2 separate regions of the Podarcis muralis genome follow, and region 1 is linked to region 2. Evidence: chromatin contacts called from public Hi-C data. All regions are on one chromosome and are shown on one strand. Each heading gives the region's core, a stretch centred on a gene start, on an enhancer-like site or on the middle of the called end of the contact. The rest is flanking DNA. Distances are from core to core; before and after follow the strand shown. Region 1 holds the start of FITM2 (fat storage inducing transmembrane protein 2). Region 2 holds the start of TTPAL (alpha tocopherol transfer protein like).

Region 1 (2,700 bases), core at 153-2,652, 140 kb before region 2:
GCAAGCCCCGGGAACAGAGGGAAAGCGCTGCGCGCCTTCCCCTCTGTTCCCGTACCTGTCCTGAAGGCTTGCGGTGGGGAGAAAAGCCCTTCTCCGCACCGCCAGCCTGGCAAGCGGTTTCCCTAGGAACGCATTAATTGATTTTCAATGCATTCCTATGGGAAACCGTGCTTCGCAAGACGAAAAACTCGCAAGAAGAAAAAACTTGCGGAACGAATGAATTTCGTCTTGCGAGGCACCACTGTATGTTGCGACTGTTGTTGTTTTCCTTTCCTTTCCTTCCTTTGGATGTTACCATGGCCTTTGGCTAGCATAATAAACCCCAATAAAATTTATTTATTGAAATCTGAAAATTCAAAATGAACTATTTCTCAGAAATTAAATTAGTTCAAAGGAAGCTAAAGGTATCTAGGAGGAGCAAGCTGAGAAACAGATCAAGAATGACCTGCAGCAAGAGGGACATCTGCAAGAGGGTCCAGCATCCCAGCTAATGCTTCTAAATTTGGGCTGGAGTTTAGTGGCAGAGCACATGCATGCAGAAGTTCCCAAGTTCAATCTGCACCATCTCCAGGTGGGGCTGGAAAAGACCCTTGTCCAAAACCTGGAGAGCTACTGAAAAGGAAACCCTGGATGTTGCTGGGCTACAACATCTGGAGGGCCAAAGTCATGGATGCGCTAGATGGACTCAACTTCCTAAATGCACGTGGCCAGGAGAGAATCCACTACCATCACGAAAATTACTGGCTCCTGCCACACCTAGAAAGATAATCCGCTTAATCAAGACAGCACGCTTTCTCCACATCTGGGATTAGGCAAGCGGTTACTGCATTTATTGCTTTTTGCTTCACTGCTGGCTACATGGCTTCTCGCCCTAATAAAATCAAACCCCAGTAAACAAAAGCCGCTTTTTCTGACAGGGTCTCACCCTTATTTGCAGAAGGGCAACAACCTCCTCATGCAACAGCTCCTGGTAAGATACGCCCCCTACCCTGCCCTCCCTTCAGATTCCCCCCCCCAAGGTTAAAGTGCCCCCCATGTCAAGCTGCCCCATCCTCTCAGCCCCCTCCCCTCCCTGTCAATCAACGCCAGGCCCCTCCTCCTTCTCCTCACATCCCCTCACATGTTAAGCAGGTTGCGCTTGTTGCTCATGTAGGTCTCCGGCAGCGGCGCCCACTCCTTGATGACGCAGCCGCCCAGCATGAGGCCCAGCAGCCCCAAAGGCATCGTCCTCCGCGCCGCGTCGCGCACCAGGTAAGGGCGCAAGAAGCGCGCCGAACGGTCCATGTACTCCATCGCCAAGGCTCCGAGGAGGACTCGACGCCGCTGCAGAGGGCGGCCAGCCGGTGACCGCCGGCCAAGAGGACGCCCGGCCGACGTGCTGCGTCACAGCCTCGCGTCGCTCGGGCCCCGCCCCGCCGCAAGTGGGCCTGTCCTTTTCTCTCCCCCAACTGCGCAGGCGCCTTCTCGGGCGGCGCGTGCAGCGGCCTCGCGCGCGCGGCGAAGTCCTCCTAACCGTCACTTTAGGCGCCTCCCGTCTGCGCCTGCGCAGGGCGCTGAATAACCTTGGCCTGATTTCGTCACGCTTAGGTGTTCACTTCAGTTAAGATTTAGGTGGAGGTTATTGTTGAGTAAGCATGTAAAGGAGGAGCAGGCTTCTCTAATAAATAAATGAATTTTAAAAAGGAAGAGTAGGAGAGGTTGCACTCTTAACATGCACAATTGCCTGTGTGCACAAAAGTGTTTGCTTTGCGCAGTTGCCTCACCCCAGTTGCCCACTCTTGCTTAATGTTAGGGCCGGCCCTGAGTGAGCGAAATCATGTGTCGAAATGATTGGCGGCAATCATTGTGTAGAAGGAGGGGCTTTTGTTAGGTGAAGGTTTATTCGGCCTGCTCCCAGGTGTTGTTAGCCAAGTTGCAAAGTCCCAAAAGCTTCACTTTCTGAAATCCCCTTTTCCACGCTACTCTTGACAGCTGTTCTCCTTTGCATCAACCTAATCTCCACATTGATGGAGATGTTCAATGCACAATTAACTGTGTGACAAGCTACACCTGTTGAATTTTCCTCTTCCCGTCTTTGGCATCTGGCCACTCAACTGGACATTAACCATGGAGCATGAAGTCCTTACGGATTTTTCCTCAAAATGTTTGTTCAATGCGCTATGGCTATGCAGAAGCAGATGCAACGTGAGGAAAATGTATTAGGAGTTAGATAATAATAATAATAATAATAATAATAATAATAATAATAATAATAATTATTATTATTATTATTATTATTATTTATTATTATTTGTACCCCGCCCATCTGGCTGGGTTTCCCCAGCCACTCTGGGCGGCTTCCAACAAAGATAAAAAATACACTAAAATGTCACATATTAAAAACTTCCCTGAACAGGGCTGCCTTCAGATGTCTTCTGAATGTCAGGTAGTTGTTTAGGTATGTCCCTGCCAATATCAGTGGTGCATCCACACTTCAATGCATTTCACAAAATTATAAATGCAGTGGTACCTCAGGTTACGTACTTAATTCGTTCCGGAGATCAGTTCTTAACCTGAAACTGTTCTTAACCTGAAGCACCACTTTAGCTAATGGGGCCTCCTGCTGCTGCCGTGCCGCCAGAGCACGATTTCTGTTCTCATCCTGAAGCAAAGTTCTTAACTCGAGGTAATATTTCTGGGTTAGTGGAGCCTGTAACCTGA
Region 2 (2,700 bases), core at 145-2,644:
GACAAAATCTACACTTACGACACGTCCGGATTTTCCCAGACATTTTCTGCAATTTCCGCCCAGACACAGCCAAATACCGTCTATGTCCGGGAAATTCCAGATGCACAGCAGCCCTATCTAAGGAAGCTTAAGCTCCAGGGCCCCTAATCCACTGTCCACATCACTTAACAAAATCAAACTGATTATTTTTTGATTGAATATAATTCAACAACCCCGATGTTTGAGAGTCGGTAGCACAGATGTTGCAAAGGTGGAATGTCACGGTCAGTTGGCTGTTCTGCTAAAGAGCGCTTAAATCCTTTATGTATATTGTCTCTAGAAAATGACATCGCAGGAACGCTCTCAAATGGTGAAACTGTACTTGAATATGTTGCTAGGAAAAACCAGATAAAGAGTATTTTGTAAAATGTGCTTCATGTAGTATGAGATAATCCAATACAATCTGAAATGTAGTTAATTTAAGAAATAAATAAATTGTGGTGACATGACATGGGACAGCCCCATTGAAGATAACAGTGGCTGCTCAGACCTTGTTGCAACAGTTCAAGCTTCAGGGCATGGGCGTTGCCAGGGGGGTCAAATAAATAAATTTAAAAAATACTTAACTAATTGAGGTTCTGCCCCCACCCCAACATACCGTAAATCCTGGCTACACCCATGCTTCAGGGACCCAAAATTGTAGGTCTGCCACTGACTCCAGATGTTTCACACCACAATCTGATGGGCCAGATGTTCTGGAGTTGTGGTCTAAAACAACTGGGTTGGAGAGGAATGCGTTAAGGGGTAATGAAAACAAGCACTGAGCCTTAATGTAAGAAGAGAAGCTTCCTTTTGCATAACACCTTATTGGGTCCAAGCATATTGCATGATTACATTAAAAGCCTTAGTGTTTGGGGCAGAGCAGGTGAGGGCATTTCAAAGCCCTGCCGCAGAATCCGGACAACAGATCTAATCCTGCCCTTAAATTAACTTTTTAAAGGTGCAAAGTACAAAGACGAGCAAACACACTAAAAGTGCCCTGGAGGAGTCTTTCCTGAATTGCCCTTTGGCCAGTTTCTTTTCTGCTTTTTTTTTTTTTAATAATAAAATAAAATAGATAGAAAGCAGGGTCATTTCAAAGCACTTGCGATCTTTTTTTTAAAAAAAGACAAAACCCTACCTCTTCTTTAACTCTACCTTATTAGAGCTTGGATTCCCGTCCTTTCCTCTACCCTCCCTTGACCCTGCGCAAGGTGGATTCTAAGCCCTGACATACACCGGGAACCGGAATTACGGCTCCGAACCAACAGACTGCGACCCTTTACTCCGCAACTGCACCGCCATCCAGGAATTCCGCGCATGCCCAGTCTAGTTTACCCTCCGCCCACCCGCGCGTTCTTAGGTTAACTCAGGGCGGGCCGAGGTTTGTGATGTCACGCGAGTGCTTCCGGGTCGCGAGCGGGTTTTCTTCCTGGAAAGTGTCCCTTCAGTTTCAAGTGGAGCTGGAGCTGCGGTGAGGGGACGGGGACGGGGAGACCGGAGGGCGGGAGGGAGGTGTTGGCGTCTGCTGCTGCCCCTCCTGAGGTGGGAGCCCGGGGAGGCCTGGCGGGCGGTGGCCGGGCTCCAGCCGAGGACTTGGGCTGCCTCCTGGACGTCGCTTCGGCAAAAGCCGCGCGCGGTTTCCCAGGGAACTGGAGGCTTCCTAAGGTTACTCGTGAGGAGGGAGAGTTTTTCTTCCCTCGGGTGGGAGCGGGGGAAAGGCTGCCCAGCGAAACTGGCAGGCGATTCAAGACCAGTAACTAGCCCGGATCCAGCCAATTACCTGGGTTCCATTGAAACATATGGGCATAGCTGCCAACTTTTCCCTTTTCTTGCGAGGAATCCTATTCGGAATAAGGGATTTTCCAAGAAATCCCAACTTTAATGGAGTGGCAGACAAAAATGTTTGAATACATAGAATTGGCGAGATTGACTTTATAAGATTCGGAACCAAAGTTCAAAAAGGATTGGAGTAAATTTGTTGAATGTATACGGAGTAATTGTAAGAATTTAAAAACTGTAGCAGGGTTAATGTAAATCTTGTGGTGTGGATGGAGTGTAAATAAGAAACTGTAAGAAAAGATTTGAGACATGAAAACCGTTGAAGGGATGGAAGGAAGTCCGGGCGCAATAAGGCGCAGGGTAAATAAGAAGACATACAAATTTTTGAATGTAAGAGTATTTATTTTATTTGTTGTTGATACAAAAAAGCAATAAAAAGTATTTGGAGGGGGGAAATGGAATAAGGGATTTTCCCTTTAAAAAAGGGAAACGTTGACAGCTATGCATATGGGGCTTGGGAGTCGCTCTTCGCTTTATTTTGCGTTCAGTGGGGTCAGAAGTGTGGCTGGCATGGCCTGGATCCAGCCTGCTTTGTACGAAATTGCGAGGAGAGATGTGCTTTCAGAGAAGGTGGCGGTGGGCATGCCGTACATCTAGTGCCAGATTTACAAGCTAAACAAGCTATAGCTTAGGGCCCCACTCTCTTGGGGGGGACCCAAAAAAATAAATGGGGAAAAACCTGGATGTACATTTCCAAAATAGAAGATAAAAAACAAATAAAATAAAACCTACATACAGCAACCTATTAGGTCCATAAATTACCATATAGCATATATTCAACACAAAAAAGTGACAATTTGTTGTTGACAAAGGACAGCTGGACATATAAAGAGCCCCATT

What was found. Hi-C and Micro-C count contacts between places; a contact is called where the count stands out from the background.
Region 1: a contact with region 2 is called in a Hi-C map of blood, with 2.7 times the contacts expected there. The contact joins the promoter of FITM2 here to the promoter of TTPAL in region 2. A contact is called at or near these places in 2 of 3 Hi-C or Micro-C datasets (blood and tail).

The regions. Positions count from the first base shown.
Region 1 is chr5:79,891,174-79,893,873 of rPodMur119.hap1.1, reverse strand. FITM2 (fat storage inducing transmembrane protein 2) reads right to left here and starts at 1,402. Exons shown (of 2, transcript XM_028735077.2): 1 at 1,121-1,402. The coding sequence starts at 1,293.
Region 2 is chr5:79,753,111-79,755,810 of rPodMur119.hap1.1, reverse strand. TTPAL (alpha tocopherol transfer protein like) reads left to right here and starts at 1,394. Exons shown (of 5, transcript XM_028735068.2): 1 at 1,394-1,492.